Regions from separate parts of the Anser cygnoides genome. Here region 2 is linked to region 1. Evidence: chromatin contacts called from public Hi-C data. All regions are on one chromosome and are shown on one strand. Each heading gives the region's core, a stretch centred on a gene start, on an enhancer-like site or on the middle of the called end of the contact. The rest is flanking DNA. Distances are from core to core; before and after follow the strand shown.

Evidence for each region. Hi-C and Micro-C count contacts between places; a contact is called where the count stands out from the background.
Region 2: a contact with region 1 is called in a Hi-C map of liver, with 8 times the contacts expected there. The contact joins the promoter of POP4 here to the promoter of UQCRFS1 in region 1. A contact is called at or near these places in 2 of 7 Hi-C or Micro-C datasets (both in liver).

Annotation. Positions count from the first base shown.
Region 1 is chr12:19,989,694-19,996,866 of Taihu_goose_T2T_genome, reverse strand. It overlaps UQCRFS1 (ubiquinol-cytochrome c reductase, Rieske iron-sulfur polypeptide 1), which reads left to right and starts at 2,466. Exons shown (of 2, transcript XM_067004423.1): 1 at 2,466-2,723; 2 at 5,419-6,213. The coding sequence starts at 2,516. The coding sequence ends at 6,029. All of the region lies in intron 7 of LOC106039565, which reads right to left.
Region 2 is chr12:20,267,962-20,275,361 of Taihu_goose_T2T_genome, reverse strand. POP4 (POP4 homolog, ribonuclease P/MRP subunit) reads right to left here and starts at 4,283. Exons shown (of 7, transcript XM_048073310.2): 1 at 4,080-4,283; 2 at 3,915-3,967; 3 at 3,370-3,593; 4 at 2,714-2,791; 5 at 2,440-2,501; 6 at 2,004-2,105; 7 at 1,132-1,516. The coding sequence starts at 4,086. The coding sequence ends at 1,380. All of the region lies in intron 5 of LOC106039568 (protein C19orf12-like), which reads left to right.

The sequences.
Region 1 (7,173 bases), core at 1,217-3,716:
CAAGTACAAAATTGATGTTATAAATAAATGAAAAATAATAATAATAAACAGGTATTAATTTATTCACCATAGTTTTTATTGAAAGAATGGATCTTTCCTTTAGCCCAGAATTTGTCTGTGTGATATGTTTATTCTCCTCTTACCCTTGCAGTTAACCCAAACGAGTTTTGGGTGAGAATATTGTCCAAAATCTTTAAGTGGTTACTACAGAGAACTGGAACCTTGCCTAGAGGAAGGACTTTGTCACGTGGCTGGGTTGGTGCTTCAGTGAAGAGTCCGAGACACTCATTCTTTCCAATGCTACCACCTGAGCAGAAGCCTGTCTGTACGTCAAGGCTGTAGTGCTCTGTGGTGGCAGCCAACTAACAGCTTCCCTGCTGCAAAAGGAGGAAAGACTACTAAGGTATTCTTCCTCCTCACCTCTGAAAATTGCTGCCCTTCCTCAGAGTGTGCAGCCTGTATGTGCCAAGATTCATTTTATCAACTAAACTACCACCTCCAGAATTGCCCTTGGGAGTGGACTGAGTTTTAATTTGCCTGGAGGATGCCATTTGCCTGTTGCATGGAGGAACGAGCTGACAGCAGCATTGTTTTGCTACAGATTATTTTGCAATGCAGTCAAAAAGATGAAATCACATTTATTATCTAATTAAAGAAACTAAACATACAAATTAATTGACATTTCTGTTTTGCACGTTGCTGGCATACCTCTTAAGAGGATGCTCTTTTAAAAACAATCTTATTTCCATGTGAGAAGTTCCATGGAGTAATACCATCAACCATTTGGGGACTACCCTTGCAGGTCAAGCCAAATCTGCAGCTATTATACTAGATTTAGAATATTCTTAATAGAAGAAATATTTAAATTTACCAGAATACTTTCTGTAACATTAATACAGTACTATGAAATACTTTGACTTGGCCTACATCCACACAGGGACAAGCAGCATGCATGGCCAGAAAAAAATCCTAAAGGCAGAGCCTTTGATTTAGCTTTTTGTTACTCAAAAATACGTTGGGAGCTTTTGGAAAACAACTCACTCTATCTTCAGGAGAGCAGCTTGGTACACTCTTTTGATAAATAATCTAAACCACTTCAAAGATTCCTCAAGTGTACTGAAATTTCTTCCCTTAATAGAGAAGTATTTAAAATATGTGGGAGTGTTGGGGGAGGGTGTTTTTTTCTTAAGCTAACTGCACCAATCAATAGGTGCAACAATAAACAAGCTTCCCATACCATCCATATAGTTGAACGAAACCGATCCAAGTGAAGATGAAAATTGGACTCGTGTTTGCATCTCAGCCCATGTTACAGGGATAATTTGTGAACTGAGAATGGAAGAAATATATTTTTGGCAATAATCAGAGCTGCTGTGTTCCTTCACCCTCCTAATCACTGATAATAAGAATGAGTTTCTGGGGAACCATTTGACTTCCAGAGCAGCCTGAGCTCCAGGCAGAACATGCTGATGAGCAATGGCACACACTGAAGCTGTGGCAGCTGCCCCATGCCCCCAGAAACAACGTTATAAACGTTAACGAGTGCATGGTAAAACATGCTTCACATTTTTCAAACATGTAAAATTGATCACTCACAAATCCCCTATGACAAGCTGAAAATTTTTAAGTTCTTCCCGAATTGCAACTGATATAGAACTATTAAAAAATAAAAAGAAAGAAAAATAAAAAATAAACAGAAAAGCTAAGAAAAGGAAACAAAAGGGGCAAAAATCATACCCTGTGCAACAAATAGGAGAAATAATAAGGGGCATGTCATGTCACAGATCTGGCAGTTTCCTTTGAAGTAATGTTTCTCATTGGTATTTACACACCACCAAATCGTGTCACAAGTGAGTACCAAGGGAGAACATGTAAACCCCTCCAAGATGTTTTGTAATCTCATTGCTTTGTTTGAATCGATCTGTACCTACAGGAGACGCACTGGACTGGTCAGATGTCCCGGCAGTGTTTCCTGAACCATCCTTTGAAACACTGTAAAATGTAATGATTTCAATTTGCTTACAAGTATCATCTGAGGCATTCTAAGATAGGATTTCAATACAGCAAGGCTGACATGCTGAATTATTTCCTATACTGCCCTTTCAAAAAAATACCTCAATGAAGTAAAAAAACAGTAAAAAAAGCATGTTTGCAACAGCATGGAGCTGTTTGGCAGTGACATGGAACAGTCCCAAGGAGAGCAAAACCAGTGACTAACGTGCTTTACGCGAACAGAAAACCTTGGGGAACCAAGCCCCAGGGAGACTCCGGAGCCCCCAGCAGCCGCCGACCCGCGGGCACCGGGGCCGGTGCCGCCCCTTCCCGCCGCCGCCCCGAGCCCCGCGCAGGCCGCAGGCCGCGGGCCCCAGCAGCGCGGCCCCGCCCGGCCGAGAGCCGCCTGCGGGGCGGGCCGCGCGGCGCTGCGGCGGCTCTGGGCCGGCCCCGCTGTGACGTCACCGCGCCGCGACAGCCGGGAAGGTCGCGGCGGTGACCGGGCAGCGCCGCAGCCGCCGCCATGTTGTCCGTGGCCGCCCGCTCCGGGCCCTTCGCGCCCTACCTGTCGGCCGCCGCGCACGCCGTGCCTGGCCCGCTCAAGGCGCTGGCGCCCGCGGCGCTGCGGGCCGAGAAGGTGCCGCTGGACCTGCGGCGGCCGCTGCTCTGCCGGGAGTCGCTGAGCGGCCGCTCGGCCCGGGGGGGGCTCGTCGCCAGCGCCAGCCTCAACGGTGCGGGCCGGGCCGGGCCGGGGGGCGGCGGGGAGCCGGGCGCGGGGGCCTGCCGAGGGGCGGCCGCGACGGGGCGGCAGGCACCGGGACCGGCGGGGAGGACGGGGGCGGCTTCCAGCGGCGCCGGGGCAGCCCTGCGGCGGGGCCAGTGGGGCGGGGGGAAGTGAGGCGTGCGGGGGCTTAGCGGCGGCGGCGGCTGCGGCGCTCGCCGCTCGTGCTTGTGGAGCCCTGCGGGGCGCACGGTTTGGTCCCGGGCGGCCGGCCTCGTGGTAACGCGAATGTGTGTAGCGCTGAGGGCGCTTGAAGTTCTGCTTGTTGGTGGTGACTTGGGTGGCTGTTTATTTTGCATTTGGGAAGGTGCAAGGAAATCCCCATCAAGTTACTCCAGTTAGTTCTCGCAGAATCCAACCTGTGGCCAGAGAAAGACAGTGGCTTTACGTGAAATGCCAATATAGCCTAGCCCATTATTACTGTGGTTGTAGGTCTCACAAGTGTGTCTTTTCATCACTTGGAAACTGCATCTGCTCATGTGCTTATGTCCAGTGAAGGCGGTTTGCCAAAAGCAGGATAACAAGTATTCGTCAGCAGACGTGATACCCAAGTCCTGACCTCAAGATGTCTTTAACAGCAGCGAGTTAACGCAAGACTTCAAGATTGTGGCTAATGCCGTGTACTTCATGTATTAAGGGATGGGATGTGCCCACGGACATGCAATTGGCAGCCTTTCGGAATGCAGCCTGCTTATGCTGCTGATAGCAAGCCAGCTGGTCTGAAGCACTCAGCCTGACCAAGATGAGATGTATTAGGCCAAAAAGCCCTTTAGAGGAACAAAAGATCTGCAATTTACATAGACTTAGTATGAGATACTAGAAACATTTTTGAAAGGTTACTTTACTCCCCAAATGAAGGATCTTTTGTACCCAGTACATGTACGTTTTAAAATGGTATCCCCTACTCATTTCATAAAATATAGAAAATGGATAGAAATAGAGGGCCACTCCTACTTGTTTGATGTGCTGCATCAGCAGCCCTGTATTATTCTTAAGAGATAAAAAGAGTTGCTGAACAGTGTTATTTCAAACCACATTTACAGGTTCAGTGTCTTCCACTTTTTTGTAGGAACACAGGAAAGGACAAAAAGGTTGATGCTACTTCTGGTTTTTTTGAGGCATACATGGAAATCTGTAATGCCAATCTAGGGTGGTCCCATTGTGGTATTAAAAAAGGACCCATTCAAATTGCTGCAATTTTTAGCACATTTCAAGAAACCAGTTTCTACTGGAGTGAAAATAAGCTTCCTTATCTGCTGATGTTGGGCATGTAGCAACAGTTTGCATCATGCTGTTAACTAGGATATTCCTGCAAGTCTTGGAGACTGCTGTGCGTGTAGTGATTAGAACCATAGACTTCACCTGACACAGCTGTAAAGGATATGTTCAGGTGGAAATTCTAGAGATCTGTAATTAATGTAGTTGATATGTAGTCTTATTCTTAGCTTCAGTTAACATAGTCACACTTTACATTGAGTATAAAAAAAAAGTAGCTTAATTGTAACGCTTATTAGCGGGTTACTAATGTGTATATATGTCTTGGTACTGGGATAAGTTAGTATGGCTTGCTCTCAGAGAATTTTCAGTTAATTTCTCTGCAATTAATATCCTAGAGCAAATATCTTCTCTTTGCTGAGTTAATTGTAAATAAATGTAAATACTTTCCCCATTAGATTGGATATAGATCTCTGAGATCTATTTTGAGTACTTTGAGCGAACACTTTCTATTAACCTCTGTTAACCTTGTGCCAACTGCTAGAAAAAACTAAGACTAAATAGTTCTTGTCAAGTAACAGAGGTTGTATTTTAGCAAATAATGTCCTTAGTGTGTTCTTTTCCCTAGCATACTAGATTTTTGTTGAGGGAGGCAGCTTTCCTGCACTGGAGAAGGTAATGGAAGGCCTCTTAGTAAGCAGTCACATCTTGTCAGTTTAGCACACTGGTTTGAAATGGGAATCTCACAAAGTTTGGGAACTAGATATTGACTAAATTTATTCCTAAACACTTCTATGTACCAAATCTGAAAAACTAAATATTGGAGTCTGAAAGATTTAAAAATTATTTACTGGGGCAGTTAGCTTTGACAGCAGTTTAAACTTCTGTAAAGGGGGATATATGATCTTGCATTTTTAATCTTAAAAATGACACTGAAGATTATTAAAAGCATGGAAATTAAGTCAAAGGAAATCAAATTTCTTCATACCATGTTTGTAAGGGAAACATTTGAACAGAAAGAATGTCTGTTTCTTCTCAGATAGTAACTGTATTCTGCAACATTTTTTCCTTGAAATTTGAAAAAAGCAACAACAAAAACTTTAAACCCAGAACTGTTTGCAGGTCCTACTATGTTCTTAACAGGTTTCATATAATTTTGACGGAATGAAATGGAATGATTCACAAGGTGGAATGATTCACAAATCACTTGTTATCTACCAAAAATACCATCTAGTAACCATTTGCTTACAACTTAAAATTGTATAATTAAATAATTATAATAATTATAAAATGTATAATTACAGGAATGCTACCAAGACTTTGAAATAACTTACCCATCATTCAAAAAATGTAATTAAAAAACAACTAACATAAAATACATCATAATATATTTTAACTTGTGTTGTCGTTTCATATTATTTTCCTTGCAGCACCTGCCAGCATGCGTTGTGTCCATAATGATGTCACAGTACCTGACTTCTCTGCCTACCGTCGTCAAGACGTGCTAGATGCCACAGCATCTTCTCAAAGCAGCAGTGAAGCTAGAAAAGGGTTTTCCTACCTGCTGACTGCAACAATGTGTGTAACTGCTGCATATGCCGCTAAGAATGCTGTCACCCAGTTTGTTTCCAGCCTCAGTGCTTCTGCTGATGTGCTAGCATTGTCAAAGATTGAAATCAAGCTGTCTGACATTCCGGAAGGCAAGAACATGGCTTTCAAGTGGAGGGGGAAGCCCCTCTTTGTGCGCCACAGAACCCAAGCAGAGATTAATCAGGAAGCTGAAGTTGATTTGTCTAAACTGAGAGATCCACAGCATGATTTAGACAGAGTAAAGAAGCCAGAATGGGTCATATTAATAGGTGTCTGCACTCATCTTGGTTGTGTACCTATTGCTAACTCCGGAGATTTTGGTGGTTATTACTGCCCTTGCCATGGGTCCCATTATGATGCCTCTGGCAGAATCAGGAAAGGTCCTGCTCCCCTTAACCTTGAGGTTCCAACTTACCAGTTTATTAGTGATGATGTAGTTGTTGTTGGCTGAATAATCAAGTGCTTGCTCGTTTTCTTGTTCTGATGAATGTACACTCAAAAGGGTTAACTGATCCTCTGGAATGCTGTCAAACCAGATGATCTTGAATACACATTAGCTGTCTTGACTCAACCTGAAGTATGTTCGAATACTTCCCTATGTTCAATTGTAATAAAAACTTGTGAGTGAGCACTCATTCTGACTATGATAATGTGTTTGTGTACTGACTTAGTGTGTCTTGTCAGAGATACCACAGCATACCCCAAATATGTTTATGCAGCCCTCCTGAAGAGATGCTGATTCAATATCAGTAATGAACTACAGAACCACAGCTTTCTCCATACCACATACATTCATTACTTGTACTTAGTTTTTACTGCAGTATAGTAAGAAGTACCTTTTAAAAAAATCCTATAATGAACTTCTAACAGTGGAGTCAGTTTCAGTATAGAATCATATTAAATGCAATCCTTTTACTCCCAATGTATTTTTTGTTTGTTTTTGAAGGAAGTGAAGGGGAAAATACATAAATACGTGGAAAAGTTATTTTACATTGTTCAGAGGCAGTGTATAGTTGTTTAGCTATTAGGGTAGCAGTGTTAATTTTATGATGATGTAGACAAAAAATAAATGTGTCATAGTAGAATTTCAATATTTTTTTTTTTAAATTTCCAGATGAGGCTCAATGTTATACACACCTAAACATTAGATCATATACTTAGAACACTGGAAAATTTGTGACACGTCCACTAGAAAATGGAGAAATAAAAAGGGAAATTCAACAGTGAACACTAAATTGTAAGAACCAATCAGTCTGGACTAATCTTTAAGATTAAACGTAGCAAAAGGTTTATACATAACCAGATTTTAAGACCCACATGATTTGCGTGAAAATAAGTATTTCATATTGCTTATAGGCTAAGGTCAATAAAGGCTAAAACTTTGAAGTCTCTCTTCCCTTAATGCTGACCCCTAGGCTATGGAGAAACAAATACAGCCTGAAACCAGTAAATTTAACTAGCATTGGTCTTGCCAGTACAGAACAATGCTAGTAATTAAGTGCCTAGGCAATATATAGGGAGAAACAAGGTTTGCTGTTTCCAGAAGAAAAAAAAAAATCTGCTACCTCCTGTATGCTTTGTGTTGTTTACTGCTG
Region 2 (7,400 bases), core at 3,034-5,533, 280 kb before region 1:
TGAAAGCTTTATTTAGTGTAAATATCAGATGATTTTTTTTTTAAAAAAGTGATCCAAATACAGGGATTGTTTCCACCTCCCAGACAAGTCAAACCTGACTAACAGATCTGATTTGGAGGGATTGAATTGGATTTCAAAATAATAATCTGGGACTCCAAGAAGGATCCTGGGAAGTACACCAAGTAAAAACAGTATGAAAAAAGGAGATAAAGGGATTGAGGACGCTATTTCTTTTCTAATGACTTGGATTTAATTTAAGTACCAAGTAGTTCTCAGTACTTGCAACACAGAACTACTTATTTTAAGTTGGATAACTTGCTTTTCTGGTAATGCTCAACTAAGAGCCTGTTAATTTTAAACACCTCATGGACCGGAATCCAGATGATTGTTTTGGAATTCTGAATGACCTTGTAAGCTCAAAAGAACTTTAATATTTATATTCCTCCATTTAGAAAACAACTCTTAAAATAGCACAAATAAGTGCAGACTAATATGAGTAATTTTACTGACCTTGATATTTATCAGTCCTTGCAAGTTAAATAGTGAAGCATCCCCTAGAGTTTAGGTGCAGAAGACAATCCAGAAACCTTTCTTGATCCTCTTAAAATGAATTCTGCATTGTGCTGTCAGGAAAAGATACCTTTTGCAGTACAAAACACCTTTGCTGCTGACATGAAGACATTTTTCCCTAATGCTTGCATTAAAAAGTTTCTCAGAATAGCATGTATGCAGCATGAACTACTTACCTGTTTAGTACTTGGCTTTGGCTAAATGCAATTTGGAATTTCATTATGAAAGCTAGACAAACTGCTATAGCCAGTCTGTATGCTTAGATTTTTCACTTATGTACCACTTACCTACAACAATATTAAACACTGGAACAGAGATATTCAAGGTAAAACCTATCAGTTGAACCAACTTACCTGCATATACTTGTACCAGGCAAAGACACTGATGTTCACCCAGGAGCAATGACTGAAACTGAAGAAAACTGCTTTTCCATAGTCTCCTCATATGGAGAAAATAGTTAGATGTTGCCCAGTTTATACAGAAGGCAACAGTAACATTTATCACAAAATTCAAAGATAAAATCTTCATTGCAAATATACGATTAATAAACTGAAACAGAAGCCAGGTAATCAGTACTAAGTTTAATACAAGGCAGAATGTTACATACTTACATACAAATAACACAACTAAACTCCGACAGCCCGACAGAGTACTTTCAAGGCAACAGAAGCTAGTCTTCAGTATGAAGAAATGCTCTAGAAAACCTTCAAACAGTTAATTCCATTTTCAGTTTGCCTGAAAACCTGGTTCTCAAACTGCAGGAAAACAGTAGGCATTTTTATTAAATATACTTCTGATTTGCTATGAAATCATAGGTCAATAGTTCCTTTTAGCTTGAACTTCTTTGCAGATCGCTCACTTGCTCTGAACTGGAACTTGCTTCCATAAATGTAGGAAATGAATCCATCAATCTCCAAGCTAAATACATTGTTAAGTTTGGGAACAACTGAAAATGCAAAAGGAAAGAAATTAATGAAAAAGGACTAAAATCCCTGTTCAAAACAGATATTGATATACCACAGGATATTATTCACACATAGGCTTCAGGTTTGGCACATTTCAAGTTTATGCTTTATTAAGAGAACATACATAACCTAAACCTCTATCTTAAGTAGCAATTACTAAAAGTTAGTCCTCTTTTATGAGCATGCAGTAAGTGCTGCAGAGAACATCTAAAGTAAATCAGATGAACACACCACATGCATATTAGGTTCACTGAAAATGTTTTCTCTTGCTCACTTCTACTGAAATACTTTTGGTAAGATACTGGGCTTTTACATTGTTGGTTAAAACATTGACTTCTACTATGCAAAGAACTGATACAAAGGACTGATACAGAACAATGCACTACCACACATTTGCTCAAAAGCAGTGTGAATTTAAGAAATTTTGGTTATTCAAGTTTTAAGAAGCACTGAAAAAATCTAGCATACCTTTTACTTTGTCATCTCTAGTGATAATTTTGAAGACATGTTTAAATTCCTGTAGAATGATTCCTGTTATCCCAACATAAGAGGGGCATTTTGATTTTGTGACTGAAGAAACAAGAATACATATGCATTAGAAAAACTCAGCTGCAGTTTGTTTGCTGTTCTACAGTTGTCTCATGATTTCAGAAGCTCATTGTAATATTCTGAAACAATGCAGTTACAGTAATAACTGGCAGAACTCAGTTTTCTTTGCAATCAGGTTTTCAAAAGCAGTTAAAAGTTAAGTAGAATTGGTTAATGGAGAAAGCATTAATCACAGTAACTACTATGTGATTCTAGATTCAATACCAAAAAGAATTTAAAAATAAGCATCTGAAATATAGGAGTCTACTGAACTTCACATTTTTTTGAGGAAAAAAACACAAAACAATCAGGATACCTGTAACAATAGCTCCATGGAGATCAGCTTTTAGCAGTTTGGCCTGAACCATCTGTGGTTGCCTTGGAGAAGAGGGTGGGATCAGAGAAGGAATGAAAAATATATGGAGAAGAGTAGGTTTACAAAGTGACTGGGATTACTGAAATCATGATCAAAACTCATCTTATAGGTGTATATATACTCTTTCTATAGCTCTGATACTTCAAGAAGTAAATCAGTAAACCTGAAAATAATTACTAACCAAACCCACTAATTTTAATATATCTGAACTTACGCATCTGGTTTAAGTCCATAGCATAGGTCTCTGATGTACTGTTTCCACAGTTCATGCAGTGGTAAAAAGATTGCATATCTGTAGTTAAAAGGCAAAAGTTATCATACAAAACTTAATTATCAAAAAATCTGTTGCTTGATTACTGAAATAATCGATGTTAGTCTTAACTCTTTAAATATGGATGAGCTTTAATACCTTTTATTACCTGCTCTAATACCTTGCATGGGAAGTAGACCACTAACCAACAGGTTTATTTTTATGAAAAAATAGTCTCCTGTCAACCCAAAACAGTGATGCATTAAGAGGTTTCTACTCCCCTACCTCCCTCCTTACTTTGTTTTACAAGGAAGGAAGTCATTCAACATGTATTAAGTTGAGAAACCCGACAGAAAATTCTGGTCACAGTTTAACTTTTAAAAACAGAAATCCAAGGCAACTGTATTTGGTTTTGATTTCTTGTATTTGGGTACACAAGAGGAAAGAGAACCCAGTAACAAACAATTTTACCATATATTCAGCCAAAGTAATTGCTGTGGTTAATTGCCACAGAGTAACAGACTGACTGTATGTACTGAAGAGTGAGTAGCCACATATATGTGCTCCTGGTTTTTACTTTTTATGAACTTCTCACACAAAGAAAGTATTTTAGATCTTACCTCTGCTGTTCAGGTTCGATTTCAAAAAGACGCATTTCTCGCCTCTGCTTTGCAGTAAAGCTTTTAGGTTTCTTCCTCTTTTGCTTTTTTCTTTTTCTGGCATAATGCTCCAGAATTACGGCTTTCCGAGATAACACATCCTGGATAGCTTCATCTTTCATTTTTGGCATGCTACGCTTCAGGAAGGCGCTTACAAAGGCTTTAGCCTCTTCTGACCTCTGAGGCTGAAGACATTTTGACGAAACACTTTACGAACTTAATAAAACTAAAGCAGCCGCTGCTGCCTGCCGTCCTTACCGGTGACAGAGCCACCCAGTAACCCCACGAGAGCAGTACTAACATACCTCACGTTCTGAAGCCCCACCTGGCCGCCAGGCGGCCAAGCACAACACGCCCCGAGCTTTTTTTTTCCACTCACCCCCACGCCCACACCTCGGGGAGCCTCCAGACACAGGCCCGGAGCCTCCGGACGCGACCCCGACGCTCCCCGGCGACCCCCAGCGCCTCAGCCCCCGCCGAGTGCCCGGGGCCGGCGGCGGCGGTACCTGCAAGCACAGCTCCTCCGTCGCCTGGCGCGGCAGCCCGCCGTACAGCGCACCTGCACGGGGCACAGAGCGGGGCCGTCAGCCGTACAGCGCACCCGCACGGGGCACGGCGGCGGGGACCGGCGGCCCCCAATGTCCCGACCCCGCTCCCCCCGTCCCGCTCACCCTCCATGGCGGCGGCGCCGGGCGCAGGCCGCTGACGTGCCCGCGCGCGCGCACAGCCTGCAGCCGGGATCGGCGCCCGCCCGCCGCCGCTTTTATCCGCCAGGCGGCTTCCGGGGTGCGCATGCGCGGTGTTGCGCGCGCCCACCTCCTGAGGGGGCGTGAGGGGGAGGGGCGCATGCGCGGGGTCCCGGGGGGGTGTGGCGGCGGGAGGCCTGGTCGCTGCCGTGCTTCGTTACCGGGGATAATTAAAAATAACGGCCCGCGCCCCCGCCTCTCACGGAACCGCAGAAAGCTGCACCGATGCATCGCTCGCTAGAGGAGCGATGCCAGGCCGTGACAGACGTTCGAAAGACAACGCGCCCGCTGTGCCGTGTCACACGGCCGTCAGCAGCCCTCCCGCAGGGCGGCGGGGTGCCCTGCTGGCGCCGCGGTGCCGCCGCGTGCCGGTGCGACGGGCTGGGCGCCGTCCGCTCCTGATCCAGCGCCCAGCGGCCCGGGGCTGCCAGCCTGGCCTGCCCCGACGCGTACTGAGGCGCTGGCTTCCTCAGCGGTCCCTGCCTGCCCTGGTCGCGGTGGGGTTAGCGAGCCTTGTACTGCCTTAAGCAAAACGATAAAGGAGAAACTTCAGAAAACAGAGAAAATTACATGACGCTAATTGAGTTAAACCTATGAATTTAACACGGAAAGTTTAAAATTTTATTAAAGACAATGTTACTTTGCTAATTAATTTCACAAATTCTTATCACAAAGCAGTAATTGTGCCAGAACTATTTTCTCAGGACGGAGAGAAAATACGGGCAGATAGTGATAGGACAGGGGAGAATAGCTTTACACTGAAAGGGGGGAGATTTAGATGGGATGTTATGTGCGAACAGACATAACTGTCAATAGCGGACAGCGTAGAAAGAGCATTTGGTAGGCGGGAGACCAGTCCTTTGTCTCTGGCATTGCCAGAAGTCTGCACTGCAAGGTCATACTGGACAAAAGGAAAGGAAAGGCATCTCAAAACTTTCTGAGCAAACAAGTTAAAAAAAAACCACAACAATTATTAGAGTCTGCTTGCTAAAAAGCTTTTTATAGAGAGGTTTTACTACTTGGCATATCAAAAGAAATACTATATTGTTACCCCACTGCTGGCTAAGGTAGCAGATCCCAGCCTTAACCTCAAATTTCAGCGGCTATCCTGCTAGAGGTGACAAAGACTTCCTAAGTCTGGGAAAGCCTTGCTATATATGCCATTGTTTCTGGAGTACACGGCTGCTGGTGTGGCTGGAACTGGGTTTCTGCAGAAGTAAGGGTCCCATAGAGCTCCATGTGCCTTGTAAATCACAAACCAGAGGGGGCAGTCATCTCTAAGAGCAAAATAAAATAATAATAATAAAAAGAACACAAAAAAGAGAAGTAACATTGCTTATCACAGTGATGAGGTCCTGCAAAGGAGGAAGCTGTGGCCAGGGTAGATTGTTAGATTAGCCATTTAGATTAAAGCAGATAGGAAACATTTAATGACATTAACTTCTGTTAGGCTTTTGAATAGCTACATTACTATTATTACAGCAAAGATCAAGGTGCAAAATGAACATTATTTCTAACCAGAGTCAAACATTCATATTCAAAAGACAAGGAAGGTGTTACCTGCTGTGAGGTTTGCCTCTTCTGCCCCTGTTGCTGCCTCTCTACTCTTGGGATAAGACACGTCTTGCTCTTGAAACCAGTGCAGCTAATTCCTTTTCCTTGCCAGCCGAATCCCAGCTCGTGCTGCCCTCTGCTCAGATGTGTTGGTTCTCCAAATAAATAAAGTGTTTATATTCCTGTCACGGGGTGGGTATTGGCTTAGCACATAATGAAGAACTGCTTGGTAAAGGAGACGTACAGAGCGAGTTACTGAGCCAGAGTATAGGAAATACGACAATTTGTTGAGTGCTGCTGTGGAGCACAAAGGCACTGAAGTGATACCTAACGGGGAATGAAATTGTAGATATGTGTGTATGTTTGTAAAGAAAAAAGGGCCAGCCTCTTCAGAGTATTAAGTATGAGGACCGATTGATGTGTATCAGAGACCTCCTGGCAGTTAAGGACATTGCCACAGCAAACAGATCTCTTGATTTTACAAAGCTGTGACACCTTGAGTTGTCATTGCTATTAAGAAAAGATCAATTTTCATGAATGGAGTACCAGGATGAGCACTATGGGTCTTCAGGGCCGTATGAGTGCTCCTTCACTGGATTTATGCTGCAATTCCTGAGGCACTTAAGGGATTAATAGTCAAATCAGTGTTGGCGATGCTGGTGTTGTAAATCCAATGATCCAGGCTAAACTGGTGCCTGGGGAAGCCAGTCTCTTCCAACAGCTCTACGTCTTCATTTCCCAATTTATCTTCAGATACAATGGCTGAGGGAGCGAGATTAGTGCATTAGTATGTGTTCCAGGAAAATATGTGGAAATAGTGGAAATATGCGAACAAAAGAGCAAACAAAATAATTATAATGCATGTTTCTGAATGTGCAGTATCACCTCCTCCACCTGTCTGTGTGTCTTAGACCTTTGAATCTTTTTACTTCTTCAAGTAAATCAGCGTGAAAGCATGATATAGGTTTATGGTGATATAAACCCCTAATGTATATTATTTATTCCAAGTTAAGGTGGCAACACTGGTATTTCTTATTCCATTAAATCTGTGTTTGGCATTATTTATTGCTCTCTAAATATATATATATATATATATATTTGTAAAAACCCAACACTGAACCACTATACTTGTGTACAGTAGGGGGCTATATTGCTTTAGCTGTCGGTATTTCTGAATTACAGGTGTGTTGGGAAAAGAATGTATGCAGGCCAAGTCAGGTCACAGCAGTGTCCTGGGGGAATGTCAGAGTGAATGTGGGAGCAATAATAGAAGTTGCTTTATAGTCACAGTCACAGAAAGCTAGAACTTCAGGTGCAGAGTAGCCAAAGACTTTTACTTATGGTGAAACTGAATTCCTTCAAAATCCTCCTTCCACAGATAAATCTACTATAATGTAAAAGAAGATATTTGTATGACATAAGAATAGAAGATCAGGGGTGTTTGTTTGTTTGTTTGTTTGTTTTTTTAAAGAGTTATCATGAGCCGAAGCTGGAGATGAGCAGAGGTGGACTGATGTGTGTAAAAAGTGACTGGGCTATAATCACTGTTATAATCACTTTTGCTGATTGCAGGTGATACAAGAAATAGATACTGTAATTCTTTAAAAGACCGTCTCAGCAAGCATTTGAGCTCTCAAGATCAATATAGTTTATTCCTCTTGGCCAAATTGTATTAGCAGTTGGATTTGGTCC